Linked DNA regions of Mus musculus: region 2 is linked to region 1. A link is a contact called in public Hi-C data. All regions are on one chromosome and are shown on one strand. Each heading gives the region's core, a stretch centred on a gene start, on an enhancer-like site or on the middle of the called end of the contact. The rest is flanking DNA. Distances are from core to core; before and after follow the strand shown.

Region 1 (7,660 bases), core at 2,796-5,295:
GCCAAAAACAAGAACCCACAGCCTGTTCCTCATAACACCTCCAATCCCAACTTCCATAAAAGCCCAGGGAGCTCTCCCTGATGTTAGAATCATGCAGAGCCACACTTTTCCTTGGCAACGGGTTTATTTTTACCTTATGATGCTGGGAGTCAAGGGTGCCGAATATGTTAGCATGCTTCCATTCTGTTGACTTCGGGAAAGCTTAGGGCTGGGTTTCCCTTCCTAAGCAGATGCCAGAGCCCCAGAGAAAGTGTTCTGTGGGACACTGCACAGCCTGGATTGGCTGACTTTCTCATCATTTCACCTCTCTCTGCTCTTTTCATATAACTTTGCAAACTTGTGTGGTATTATTGGAGGCAGTGAATGGAGAGAAAACAGGAGATGTGAAATAGAGTGCTCTGGGAATCCTCATGGGATTCTAGGACTCTCTTTCTTCTGGAAAGCCAACAAGAACATGAATGTGAATAAAAAGGACCCTGGGGAAGAGGACGGAGCCCATAGATTCACCCTGGAGAGGAGAGTTTCAGGTTCAGCACCTGTCCCCAGCTGACAGGTGAGCTGCCTCCCCCACCTTCTTCCTGCAGTCAGTATGTCCTTCACAGTGGACTCCACAGGACTCCTGACCTACATCATCTATAACCAGGAGCCAGCTCTCTGCTATCCTGAGACACCACACAGTGTGATTTGAATTGTCTCAGGGGCTTATGTTTGGAATGTTAAGTCCCTAGACAGTAGTATTATTTAGGAAGGCTGTAGAATTTTCAGCAGATAAGGTCTGGCTGGCAGAGGAAGTAGACCCTTAAAGGTGGGCTGTTGAAAGCTGTAGCCCACCCCTGATGAGTCTGCCTCATAGTGGACAACCTCCACCACACACTCCTGCTCCTGTGAATTCAGTTCCCTGCCCTTACCTTTCCTGACATAATGGATTGAATCCTACAGAAACTATGAGACAATATTAATTTCTCCTTCCTTGTTTCTGCCAAATGTTTTGTTCACAGCACTGTAAGAGCCACTGTCATGAGATATCTATCCCCTCTGTCTTCCCAATCTGCAGACACCATGGCAAATGACATCTTCCCCCCCCCCCTTTTTTGTGAGTTCCCTGTTTCCTTTGATCTTGTTGATAACTCTTGTTTTTTCTTTTGTAGCTTGATTTAAAAGTTAAAATGGCAAATATCTCATTTCATCCCCATCAGGAGAAGTTGTGGGACTTCAAAGGCTGACACCAAAAGAAAGAAGAGAGGCTGGGGCTGTGATTTATTTATGGAATAGTCAGTTCCTGGTTAATTTGCTCATTAATTTCATGAGTACATGAGCTTGGGAAGCGCCAGAGCATCCCAGTGACTTGTGGCATCACAAGGGGGTGGTGGCATCATCAACACCATCCTTCCTCTGTGAATGCAACTGAAGGGAGAGGGGAAGGGCCTGTGCTGGGGTGCCTTGGTGGGTTCATGAACAGCAGGGAGACCTATGGAAGGACATGGAGTCAAGGAAGGGATTATGGAAGAAAGGGCTGCACCTCATGAACCCTCACAGTCTGGAACTTTAAGAACTTGGGCTGGAGGAATGGTTCAGTGACTTAAGAGTACAAACTATTCTCACAGAGGACCCAAGCACAGTCCCCAGTATCTATGTCAGATGCCTGACAACTTTCCTGCAACTCTAGATCCAAGCTGAATCCAACACCTCTGATCACCACAGGCATTTGTACATGTGTGTGCGCACACACACAGACACACAAATCATCATGAATAAAATAGATCTGAAAAGAACTTGCCATAGGACCATTCAGATAACTCAAGTCTGACAACCTGAGTTCAATCCCCAAAAACTACAGTGAAAGACAAAAACTGGCTCTCAGAAGTTGTCCTTTGATCTCCACACATGGGGCAGGGGAAGAGGGACATGAAAACAAAGTAGTCTTGCAGTGGGGGTCAGGGAGGCTATTTGAGGGAATACCACTACAGGTTGACTCACATGGAGATTTTTCTGAGCCCAATCTAGCATCAGAGAAATTTCAGTTTGGGGTGAACAGATAACTTAGGACTGAGCACCCCAGCTGGGGCGAGTAGCTATAGCTTGGTTAGACCACCATGGAAAGTAGTTGGCTGCCAGCATATTCTATTTTATGACAGTATCCAATTGTGAGTAGATGTGGATTTCATCTCCCATCTTCTAGACTCCTTTGCAGCTAGGAATAACTATGTGACATGGTAACCATGTCTGAACCACTTTCTCCAAAACACATGAATGTCTTAATTCCCAATACTATGAAATAATAGAAATAGGGTCAGTCACTTTAAATATTATCAGTTAATGGGAAGTGGCATGGGAGTAGGTGAGCCCTTACCCAATATGACTGATGTTCTTAGAAGAGGACACTGGAGCCAAATACTTTAGAGGAGCCATGTGTGATGGCTCAAGAATCACCAAGAGAAGAGCCTTTGGAAATGCATGTGAGGCGGCTTCTGGATTGGGTCAGTTGAGGTGGGAGGATCCATCCGAAGCATGGACAGTACCATCCCCTAGGCTGAGATTCTGAACTGCATGAGAAGGAGAAAGTTGAGCAGCAGCCTTCATGTCTCTGCTTCTTGACTGTGATGCAGAGGGACCAACACCTCATTTTCTCTGCCATGATGAAGTGTATCCCCTTAAACCAAAACCTGAATAAAGTCTTCCTCCCTTAAGATGCTTCAGTCTGGTATTTAATGATAACAGTAAGAAAAGTAACTAATGTGCCAGGTGAAGAAAAGCAAGGCCAATGAGGAGCTCACAAGCCAAGGAATGCCAGCAGAGGTTAGAAGAGGCCAGGAAAAATTCTTCTAGAGCCTTCAAGGGGCACATGATCCTGATAACACTTTGACTTGTATCTCTGGTTTCCAGCATGTGAGACAACACATTTGCATTGTTGTTATCCACTGATTCTGTGATACTTCGTTCCTGCAATCCCAGGAAACAGAGATGTGTTTGATAATAAAATGTAAGTGGAATCTGTCAACCCATGCCTGGCTTTATATAAGGTCTGAGGCACACACACATGTAGCATCGGAACCAAAAGCCTGTGTGCTCCACACAGCAGGGAGGCAGACAGTCCCTGGAACACCCACCTAAGATCAATATCATATCACATGGCTAACAGACACAGGGCAGAAGTGTGGAGTGGCTGATATCACTTCTTAAAGAAAAGATAGGATTACAGCAAGTGTGTGTGTGTGTGTGTGTGTGTGTGTGTGTGTGTGTGTGTGTGTGTGTTAAAGAAAGCCATAGCTGGGCTTACTAGTGCAGGTCCATCATGTCAGCTCTTTGAATAGCTAAAGCAGGAGAATTGTAAATTCAAACCTTGCCTGAGTTACAGAGTAAGTTGAAAGCCAGTCTAGACTATTTAAATGCCAGGAATGGAAGAGAGGCCTAGGGATGTAGCTTATGGATAGAGTATCTCCTAGCATTCATGTTTAATCCCCAAGACCAGGAAAAAAAAAAAGTAAGGAAGAGGGAGGGAGAAAATTAAAAAGAAAGCCTCAGGCACTGGAGAGATGGCTCAGCAATCAAGAACACTGGCTGCCGCTCCAGAGATCTTAACTTTAGCTCACAGCACACACACATGGCTGCTCACAACTGTCTGTAACTCCAGTTCCAGGGGATCTGTTGCCCTCTTCTGACTTCTGTGGGCACCAGGAAGGAACATGAAGCGTATGCATACATGTGAGCAAAACACTCATAAACATGAAGTAAAAATAGAAGCCATCCTGCAAATCACGATAGACCAAGTAAACTCACTCTCTTCTGTATTTTAAATTTTTAAAGATGAATTCAGTCTAAATAAAATTTTTACATTTAATTAAAAATTAAAAACAAAACAAGAATAATCAACACAAAGGAAGAAGTCAGGATGCCATAGAGACTGGCATTGGAAAGCCAGATGGGACCCAGGCTTGACACAAAGATAGGTTCACAGATGCTGGGGTAAAATTTATAAGCAAAGGCTGTTCACCGAGACAGCATCACATTAACTCTCTGCCACAAGGAACAGAGGATTCATGGAGCACGGAGCGGGAGGAGGCGGGTTACAATGAAGGGTGTGAATCATAGCTGTCTTTGATTCCTCTAATAACCTGACTTCCTGATGACAAAGGAAACGCACGTACAGGACCTAGCTCCGCAGAAGAGGAGGCGCTTGAGAATTAGTTACCCAAACAAGCTGTCACTCACATCCGTGGCTACAGAATGACGTGCTGGGACCCGCATGATGTCCTTACATGGCTACGTGGATCGCTCCCTCGCAGCCCATAATAGATTCCATTGCGTATTAAAACCTAATATGCACTAAAATAAGCAGCACCAAACACTGGGAGGGGGGCACTGTGTGTCTGAGGTGAGAACTGCCTTAGTCTCACATCTAATACCAGGCACCCCCCAAATAGATTCCAGATGCTCGAAGGAGTTAAATAACTATGTGAGAGGGGAGCTTGTTAAAAATAGATTTGAATATTTCTTCCAACTTCAAAGAGAGGCTAGCTTCTTCAAAATGTAATCAACAGAAGACATTTCAGAGGAAACCAACATTTGACTGTTCCATTGGATCTTTTTTATTTTTATTTTTGGAGATATGGTGCTTGTGTGTGTTCCTGTGTTTGCACGTGCGTGGTCACAGGCATGTGGAGGTCTGAGGTGGGTGTCACGTGTCTTTCTCGACTGCTCTCTATCTTATACTTTGAGGTGGGGGGGTCTCTCGTTTACATGAGGGGGTCATGGGTTCCCTACCAGAGCTAACCAGCTTGTTCTGGGGTCCCCTGCCTCTGCTTCACAAGTGCAGAAATGTGAGGCTGGCTCCATGCTGACCGGGCATTCCCATGGGTGCTCCACAGCTGAGGTCTGCTCCTCTCACTTGAGTGATAAGTGCCTTCCCCACCATGAGGCCCCTCCTGTACTTACTTCAGTGGCTTTTAAATCAGCACAACTGAGCAGCCCTAAGCTGTTAAATTCCATACAACTGTGATGCATTAGACACGAAAGCATTCGTTAAGCAGCAGGTACATACAGACATACATGCTACTTTGGCCATCCCCAGACAGCCTTCAGGGACCTTGGCTTCCCCTGGATTTTAACAGGCCTAGATGCCTTATGCCTATTTGCAAAGTGCTTCCTGGGTCAGTTTGACCTGAGATTGCCCTTCTCCATTCAAGCAGAACAGGCCATGACAGCAGCAAGATATCTGCAGCATGTGGTGAGTTTATTCAGATAAATTAGAAACTCTCCAAGGCAAGGAAAAGGAGTGGTGCACAGCTGACTGATGGTTCCCTTGAAAGACAAATGTCTCAGTAGGCTGCAGCGGAGGTGTCCTGGAGAGGACCAATATTCTGAAGCAAGAGACCACCCAAAGGGGCTGAGTTCAGGACAGGAAACCCTTCCCCCAGCAGACTATCCAGGGCCCCAAGCTGAGTCCTGGTTAGTCTCTGGGCAGGTGGTAAAGTTCTAGCCATCAGGCACCTGCAGGATCTAGTCTCAGCTCAGTCCCCTACCAGCTGGTGACCTGGGCCATGTCTGAGTGTCTTAAAAATAAGAAGAGAGGCCAAGCAGTGGTGGTGCTTGTCTTTAATCCCAGAACTTGGGAGCCAGAGGCAGGTAGATATCTGAATTCGAGACCAGCCTGGTCTACAGAGTGAGTTCCAGGACAGCCAGGGCTATACAGAGAAACCCTGTCTCGAAAAACAAACAAACAAACAAAACAAAAACAAAAACAAAAAATAAGAAGAAGAAGAGAGAAGGGATTAAATGGAGAGGTCCAGAGGTGGCACTGAGTGCTCTGGTGGTATTCCAGGACTGTACCCAGCACTCTCACCACCACTCCTGGGATGGGCTGAAGGGACACGGAACATGTGCACAATACACCTGCAGGAAGCTGAGAGATCACGGTGGAAGGGAAGAACTGCAGTGAGCGGGGTTGGGAAGCTGTCATCATATCAAAGCTGCAAAGCTGACAGGGGCTGAGAGCTACACAGAGATAAGGGAACTACCAGTACATGGCTAGGGCCATAGCCCAGGCAAGCCAAGTTCTGCTGGAGTCTCAGCTGATGTGGTAGTCTGAATGAGAATGGCCTCTATAGGTTCATATATTTGAATGTTTGGTCCCCACACTAGAACTGTTTGGGAAGGATTAAGAGGTGTGGCCATACTGGAGGAAGTGTGTCACTGGGGGGGGGGGCATTGAGGTTTCCAAAGCCCATGTTTCTCTCTGTCTCTCTGTCTCTCTCTCTGATTGCAACTTACAGAAGGATGTGAGTTCTCAGCTCCTGCTATAGCACCTTACCTGCCTGCCTGCTGCTGTATTCTTTGCCTTAATGTTAATGGACTCACCCTCTGAAACTGTAAGCAAGCCCCCAAGAAAATGCTTCCTCTTAGTTGCTTTGGTCATGGTGTCTCATCACAGCAATAGAACAGTACCTAAGACAGCTGCTGCTATTGGGGCTGCAGAGTGGAAGCAATGCAAACGCCTGGCTGCTAGGAGCATAGGAACATGAGGTACTGGATAATGTGTGGGTTCCCAGCCCCAATAGCGCCTAGTGCAGAATACTGAGCCCCTCAAAAATATACCCACCCTTAGTCCCTAGCCTGCATGTGCTGGGATGTGTGGCAAAGGAGACAAGATTGCAGTCTAATCATCGGACTTTAAAACAGGATGTTGACCAGGGTTCCATGGAGACCAGTGTCTTTAAAGGAGGCTGCGATCAGAGCTCGGTTTGGAGAGTATTGCCTCATTCAGTGTGCAGAAAGCTCTGGTTCATCCTCAGGGCTGCATAAAACCAGGCAGAATAGTTCACGTCTGTCATCTTAACACCCAGGAGGGAGAAGAAGGAGAATCCGACATTTAAGATTATCCTTTGTTATCTACAGAATTTGAGGCTATCCTGGGCTACATGAGAACTTGTCTTTAAGAAAAAAAGGCAGGGAGACAGGCATGGTGATATATACCCTTAATCCTAACACTCAGGAGGCAGAGGCAGGCAGATCTCTGAGTTCGACACCAGACTAGCCAGGGCTACATAAAGAGACCTTATCAAAAACCCCAAAACAACAAAAAACCAAACCAAAATAAACCAAGAAAGGCAGGCTGTCAGTCCTTTAGCAACAGACAGGCATCTGTGTGAGAATAGGATGGCTCCCAGAAAGCACGGGCCTGGATTTCAGCCCATGATGCTGCTGTCCATGGGTCTGAGTGATGTTAAGTTTGGGGGCTCAGAGCCACTGAGTGTGTGCACTCTGTCATGCAGCAGAGTGTCATTTCCTGACTCAAAGGAGAGCCACAGCCTCATAAGAGAGGCGATACATTGATCTATTCTTCAACATCCTTGACAAGAGACAAGCCAACAAATGCATGCTGTGTGCCTCATGGATACGAGTGTCTTAAGGAAGGGAATGAAGACCCACGTAAGCATTTAAATCTAGGTGTTTGTGCTGCTCTCAATGATTCAAAGAGATCTGTGGGGAAATCCAAAATGATGACAAGGCTAAGGGCCTGCTCTTCCCTGTCTCTGCATCACAGAAAGAAGGAGCCCCATCCCTCTATGGGGAGATCACCTCTTAGCTAGGGCCTGAGGTCTGTTTCAGAAATAGCCTTCTTAGATCTGCTACTTCACAAATTCCTTCAGCTTGAAATAGTCAA
Region 2 (7,660 bases), core at 2,639-5,138, 130 kb before region 1:
CAGCTCTGGGTCACCAGGTGGGTGACCAAACCCAGGTCCTCTGCAAGAACAGCCAGTGCTCTTAACTGCCTAGCCATCTCTCCAGCCCCGTAGTTGTGGCTTTGATTTGCTTTTCCCTAATGACACTGAAGGTGAGCACCTTTCTCTACACTCATTGGCCACAGTTGTGCACCTGCTTCGGAGAAGAGAATGTCGGTTGAAGTCCTTAGCCTTTCATTTGCTTCATTAGATTAGGGATGTGTTTTGTTAATTTTAAATATACATTTGAATTGTCTGTCTGTATGGTGTGGGAGCGTGGGCAGGTGTGTTGGAGGTCAGAGGACAACTTTATGGGGTTGCCTCTCTCCTTCCACCTTTAAGTGAGTTCTGGGAATTGAATTCTGATAATCAGGCCTGCATGGCAAGCACTTTACACACGAGCTCTCCCCCCATTTAATGCTCTCCCCCCATTTAAAACAACAAAACAAACATGGACTGGTGAGGGCTCAGTGAGGGAGGCTGAGCAAGCCTGATGACTTGGGTTTCAGCCCTGAGGAGCCTGAGGAGCTCACGGTGAAAGGAAAGAACCGAACTCTGAAACTTGTCCTCTGACGTCCAAGTGTGCACCCGGGAATGCATACATATCACACACTCTCACACACACACACACACTCACACACACACACACTCACTCACACACACACTCACTCACTCACACACTCACTCACTCTTATACACTCACACACATATATATACACTCACTCACACACACACATACACACACTCACTCACTCATACACTCACACACACTCACACACACATACTCACTCACACACTCACACATACACACACTCACTCACACACACTCACTCACACTCATACATACACACACACACACACACACTCACACTAATAATAATAAGGAATTTTCATACTCTCACAAATAATTCTTAATTCTTCCTTGATTTTTTTCAGAATATGAAAATTTATTACTGTTTTTCATTGTCAAATTTTATGATCTTGGCCTTTCTTTCTTGCCTTTGTACAGAGCCAACAGAGAAACATTGGCTACTTTAACCACCTTAAAGCGGACTCCAGGAATATCACCTACAGCATGACCTTTTCGACCAAATCCAGCAACCAGATCTTCATCATTTTCCTCAATGAAGTTCAGGCAGCCATCATTGGGCAGGAACGCTGTGATCTTCTTGCCGTTCTTAATGAGCTGCACCCTGACGCACTTCCTGATGGCAGAATTTGGCTGTTTGGCCTCAACCCCTACTTTTTCCAGCACAATTCCCTTTGCATGAGAGGCACCCCAAACGGATTGGCCTTCAGGGCTGTGCCCAAGTGGGCTTTCTTGTACTGTTTGTCATGCCACTTCTGATCCCGTCGGTGACTGCGGAGCTTCCGGGCAGTTCGGAGACCACGACACTTGCCCATCTTGCCGGCGCCACGGGCCCCGATTTTTATGCATTATCATTTTCCCAGTATTTTATCTTTATTTTGAGTATATAATTTACAATTAATTATTTAATAACTACAATAATTATTATATTAATAATATGATTATAACATCTCTCTCTTTCTCTCACTTCCTTCCTCTAAATGCTTACATATTAACCTTCCTTGCTTGCCATCAAATTCATGGTCTTTTTTTCATGGATTTTTGCATGCACATATATGTCTATACAGATGTATTCTTAAATATAACCTGTTCTGCATCTATAATGTTGTTTGGATGTGTTTTCAGGACTGAGAGTTTGGCATTGATTAACCTGTTTTCAGTTTTGAGGTAGAGCCTCATACTGAACCCCAGGTTGGGTTTCTAGTCACTCTCTTCCTGCACTAGACTCCTAAGGCTGGGCTTACAAGTGGACAGTCCCACACCTGGCTTCATCTTCTTGGCTACATGTGGTCTTCCAACACATCTGCTTCCCCAGTGAATAATGTCCACAGGCTCTCTTGGTTTGGGAGCTATCCTCTTTGGAACTCTGGTTGCTTTGACCTGTGAGCTCAGGCTCTGTAAGGATGTCGGCTATTCTATGTAAGGGCAGCTCAGGTTGGTAGGAAGAGTCCAGGGTGGGGCCTTTGCTGGTCAGAGAGTGCTATAGAGAGGGCACCCAGATGAGACTGGACTAGGGGGGCCTTTCCTGTGTGCCATCTTCCTGCATGATGCCTGCTCTGATAAAGGCTGTTCCACTGACCCCCTCAGGGAAGAGAAAACTTGGGACAGCCATCCTTTCAGAATTCAGTACACCTTGGGGTATGTGTGTGTGTGTGTGTGTGTGTGTGTGTGTCAGGGGGGTGTCTCTGTCATCACCTGTTTTTGTTGGATCCCAGAAAGGTCCCTGCTTTTATTTGCTATTATTTCAGATTCTAGACGCAGCAGCCTGACTGAACAAAGGCTCATAGAAGCAAGAGACAGGAATTAAGAGACTCCTTTTCCCTTGGGCAGGAGAGGTGGCTCAGTGGTTAAAATCATTCCTTGCTCTTCTAGAGAACCTGGGTTTGATTCCTAGTGCCTAAACGCTGGCTATCAAATGTCTTTAACTACAGATCCGTATGATCTAGTGCCCTCTTCCAGCCTCTGTGGCCTGTACATGAGCATGCAGCCAAAACACCCACACACATAAAATAAAAATAAATGAGGAAGTCAGGTGTGGTGGTGCACGCCTTTAATCCCAGCACTCAGGAGGCAGAGGATTTCTGAGTTCGAGGCCAGCCTGGTCTATAAAGTGAGTTCCAGGACAGCCAGAGCTATACAGAGAAACCCTGTCTCGAAAACCAAAGAGAGAGAGAGAGAGAGAGAGAGAGAGGGCACTCCTCTGCCCCTCTTTGCTGTTTCTCATTGGTTATCCTTTAGGCTGTAGCATCCTAGTCCGTTACCCCAACATCAGAGTTGAAACCACCATCAGCCTTCATCATAACACACCTTGGTGCTGCTCTCTGGTCATTTACGTAGTTTTATTTTCCAGACTCCCCAGCACAGATTTGATGGTTCTCCCCCAAGATTTTCAGAAAGAACAGTTGGTGGACTGTTTAACGGAAACACCAGTGGATTGTCTGAATTCTCTGCCTGCAGAGACCTTACTTTGATGTTTCTGTCAGCTGTGGCTGCTGTGGCTGTTACTTAATGCTTATTGTGTTTTCTATATGTGAAAGACCCAACTTAAATCAGTTTTAATCTTCCGTGTGTGTGTGTGTGTGTGTGTGTGTGTGTGTGTGCGCGTGCGCGCGCGCGCGCGCCAGAGGTCCTCAGGATATCATAGTCTCCTACTGGCCTGGTGCTCAGAGGTTAAGTTAGGCAGTTTGGCAAGCAGACCCCAGGGATCTGCCTGTCTTCGCTTCCCTGGGTCGGATTACAATGTGTGCCACCACACCAAATTTAAGTCCTCAGGCTTGGATGGCAGCACTTTAACTGAGCCACATTCCTAGTCCCACCCCATTCTGGTCACGCCTTTGGTCTGAGCCCCTGTCCAGTGTTAGGAGTGTTCTGGGCTGTGGGAACGGGCTAGCTTTGTCTTCTTGGCTGCCTGAGACACAGCTTCGGATGCCACCGGAGGCAGCCTCTGCTTCACTCTTGCTGTTTGTTTTGGTCCTAGGGTTTCTCTTCCCTTAAAATTTCTCATGTTGCTTCAAGGGGGTGACTGCCTGCACCCTTCAGTGTGCTTCCCCTAACTCACACGCTACCTTGTGGATGGTCCAGGACGGTGCTTTTATGCTGCCAGCTCCTGCGTGCTATTGAATCAAACTCTGCTTCCATTTACCTTGTTCTGTGGTGGATCCTGGGATCCAGCTACTCTCTATGGGCATTCCAGCCTCAGTCAAGAAGGGAATTTGTTAATTGTGGGACTGAGACACAATGCTGCTCTAATGTAGGAGCACTTGTGCCAGCTCAATTATTCATGCTCCTTGCGACTATTTTTAAAAGTATAGTCTGTAGGCAGTGAGTAATTATACACCGGTAGATGTTTCAAGTCTTTAAAAAAATGTCTTATTTTCTAATTCTAGGTATCTGGTTAGGGTAATGGGCATTTTTATTCAGATGCAATGAAAAAGCCAAGTATTTGCACAAAAAATTAAATATGGTATTGAAGTCATAGCTGTTCCAGCTTGTAATTACAGGCTATGATAGCATCCGCAGTATCCCTCCTGCTAAAGTCTGAGTCACTGCTGCCGCCCTGACCCTGGGGTAGAGCCAGCAGAAGAAGAGGGCAGTGAGGATTTGTGGCTAAAGAGCTTGGTTCGTGTCCTGGCCATGTTCATTACCACAGGCCTTGCCAACCAAGGCTTGCAACCTTCTGGTGCATACTTCCCTCCAGTGCAAGTCTGACTGGAGCATCCTCTCCGTCCCCCCCTCTGCCTCCCCTTCCTCTTCCCACTTCCTTTCCTTTTGATGTATGAGAGAGGCATCAAGAGCAACAGAGTCAGAGGACTAGTGGGAAGTGTCCTAGTGTCAGAGGACAGCGGGGGGTTCTTCTAACCATGGGCTCCATATAACCAAACAGCACATGAAGAATAATGGCTGGTGTCATTGGGAATGTCCTGAAAGGACAGAGACCCATGGCCACCCATGGTCCAGGCCTGTGAGCCTCAGGCCTTTCCCAGCCCTCTGGCCCACTTCCACTGTCAGGAGTTTATTTCTCTTTATCTCTTTAAAAAAAATCTCTCTGTGTGTGTGTGTGCGCGCATATATACATTTCATACAAATGTGTGTGTAGTATTTCTCTTTCTTAGTTAGCCTTTAAGATCCATCATTATCCATGTGTCCTTAGTCCAGAGCTTTTTTTCTGGTACACAAGAACCTTGACATTTCAGTGGGTGCCCTCCAGGCTCTGGTCCATGTCTGTAATCCTCCCTCCCTCCCTCCCTCCCTCCCTCCCTCCCTCCCTCCCTCCCTCCCTCCCTCCCTCCCTCCCTCCCTTCCTTCTTTCCTTCCTTCCTTCCTTCCTTCCTTCCTTCCTTCCTTTGTTCCATACCTTCCTTTAAAATATTTATTTTTATTTATGTGTATGTGTTTGTCTATATATGCTCTCTCTCTGTCTCTCTCTGTTTCTCTGTGTCTCTGTCTCTGTCTGTCTCTGTCTGTCTGTGTGTGTGTGTGTGTGTGTGTGTGTGTGTGTGTGTGTGTGTATGCTCTTGCGCATATAGAAGTTTGAAGTATATTCTGGAAATCAAACTCTGGTCCCCTGGAAGAGCAGTAAATGCTCTTAACCATCAAGCCATATTTACAAACCCACCTTTTGTTTAAGACGAGATCTCACTTTATAGCCTAAGATGGCCTGGTGCTCATTATGTGGCCCAGGCTGTCTTCCAACTTGTGACATCTTTCTGTCTTAGCTCCTCAAGTGCTGGGATCTATTTTGTAGTAGGATTAACAAAATGATGTGTGCTGCTATTGTTTGCTTGATTATAAAGTGGATCGATTAAGATCAGCAAAGCCTGTGTGTTAAATCTGACACCATCAAAACCTTGAGATGCCCTTTCTTACCTAGCTGATCCCATAATATAGAATATAGAATACTCTTTTAAAATAGAAGCAGGGATATTTCTAATATAGGGATTACTGCAGTGGAGGTAGATCAGTGTGAGACAGGACTATGGCAAAGCTTAGCTTCTGCCACTGTCCCTAAGAAGAGAATTTGGGGCCCCACTCAGCAGGAAGGACCTGCTTGACTGTGACCAAGTTTTTACAAGGGAAACGTTTATGTGGTTCTAGTTAAAAGGGAGTGGGCAGAGAAGCTGAGAACTTCATGTCCAGGAGGCCTTGTCTGAGGGACAGTACTCTGGCCAAGATGTCTCATGGCAGCATGTAGCGTTGGGCTGGGTAATAGCTCCCCAGAACTACCTCTTCTCCATCCTAGACTCTGAGCTCTCTCAGCCAGCTCCCTCAGCTCCCTCATATCCTATCTGAAGAGTGCTCCTTGTAGGACAAAAGAGGCTTTCTTTATAAAATCAGGATGCAGGCTCCTAAGTGGGCATGTGCAAGAAGACTCACTGGAGACAAAGAATAGAACTGCCATTTGTGCCCGAGTCTGTCTGTTGTTCATCACCCCCCCATTTTTCTTTGGGACAGGGCCTTCCACAAGCTGATCTGAAACTCAAAAACTTTGTCTTAGCCTTAGTGCATGGGCACATGTGTGTGCATTTGTATAGAGAGAGAAGAGAAGGAGAAATCTTAGTTGGAACTATCATTCCTTTAGAGAAATCTATTTTCCTGTTTTGGTGGGAATAGTGTATAATCTCTCATTTGCCTTTACAACAGACCCATGAAACAGATAGACATATCCAGGTGTATAGCCATACCTGCTATGTATACCTATTAATATCATTTCCATCTACTCAATGCAAATGGAGGTCCAATCACTTGAATTTGGAAGGGCACATTGCCACTAGGGGTCCTTGGTCCACCTCATGTAACTGTTCCTACTTGATCTATTGCTGTGGTTCTCAACCTGTGGGTTTTGGCATTTTGGGGATTGCATCTCAGATATCCTGCATATCAGATATTTATACTACAATCTATAACTATCAAAGTTACACTTATGAGGTAACAATGAAATAATTTTATGGTTGAGGTTCCCACAACATGAAGAGCTGTATTAAAGGTCTGCAGCATTAGGGAGCATTAGAGCCGCTGCTCTATCAGCTAGCCCTTATTTCTGCATATGGTATTTGCATCATTATATCAGGGCCATCCCAAGGAGAGAAGCAGAAAGCAGCCTCCCTGGGAGGCTGTCTTGGACTTTCTCACGGTGACTGTAGGATTGAGGAACTATGTTCTTCTAGAGCCCATCTGGACCCTTTGGCCAGGAGCAGGCTAGCCAGGCTAATGCCCTGCTGGGAGACACTTTTGCTCATATATGAATCACCAGACAGCCCACTTTGTGAAGAGACAAGGATAGAATACAGAAGGCTGGTGTACCATGCTTCCATCTTACCCATAGTTGCCAAGGCAACCAGAGCCTACTGTTTCTTAGTAACCACGCCTCCCAAAATAGCCTCCATTGGTGCCAGCCAGGGATCTGTATCCACAACACAATCATTTTTACATGTTTTGAGGAGAAGGGCAAGGGGTCCCTTTACATCGCTTAAGGTTATACACTATGGATGCTGCCCTTCCTCAGCCGAGTTTGAGCAGGTGAAGAATTACAGTCTCCACCCCAGGAGACCAGCATAAGCTCAGGGAGAGAGAAAGGACTTGCTCAGGTGATTGGCAGGTCTCAGAAGTGAAATGGCAGCAGCAACTACAACCACTACCACCACCACCACCACCACCACCACCATCACAACAACAACAACAACAAACTCAAAACACCAGACCCTCTGAGATTACTGGCCAGAATGCTGCCTTCTCCCAACTCTGTCTGTCTTTTTATTCACAGGTGGAGGAAGTGCTGAATCTAGTCAACCCTGTGGCTAAGGTAGGCTATATTGAGGTCTTGCTTGTCGGTACCATCCCAACCTTTAGACTCTTCTTGTCAGTGGGTACCATCTCCATCTTCTAGACTCGAAAGCTGGCTGAAGGTTTTACAGATGTAGAGGGGTGGATGACTTTTACGGCCTTCCCTAGCCCAGGGGTGAAGACGGACTTGCTATAATGATAAATCCTCTCCTCTGGCTAGTACACAGGTGACTGGCCCCAGCCAAAGGAGGTGGGAGCCGATCTTTGTGGACC

The links. A called contact is a pair of places that touch in the nucleus more often than the background predicts.
Region 2: a contact with region 1 is called in a Hi-C map of cortical neurons, with 2.5 times the contacts expected there. The contact joins two enhancer-like sites. A contact is called at or near these places in 6 of 484 Hi-C or Micro-C datasets (the G1E-ER4 cell line, cortical neurons, forebrain and 2 more) and 1 of 115 datasets of contacts at active chromatin or transcription factors (embryonic stem cells).

The regions. Positions count from the first base shown.
Region 1 is chr12:17,094,531-17,102,190 of GRCm38.p6, reverse strand. No RefSeq gene overlaps it. Among named protein-coding and RNA genes, the nearest start is that of Kcnf1, 79 kb to the left of the region's middle. Within about 2 kb of position 4,045, at least 35 of the 459 cell types and tissues checked have an H3K27ac peak or open chromatin away from gene starts, as enhancers often do. A contact at or near this core is called in cortical neurons, where this site is marked.
Region 2 is chr12:17,227,374-17,235,033 of GRCm38.p6, reverse strand. It overlaps Gm36568 (a long non-coding RNA gene), which reads left to right and starts at 6,981. Exons shown (of 3, transcript XR_381307.1): 1 at 6,981-7,123; 2 at 7,368-7,406. It also overlaps the pseudogene Gm10054. Within about 2 kb of position 3,888, at least 17 of the 459 cell types and tissues checked have an H3K27ac peak or open chromatin away from gene starts, as enhancers often do. A contact at or near this core is called in cortical neurons, where this site is marked.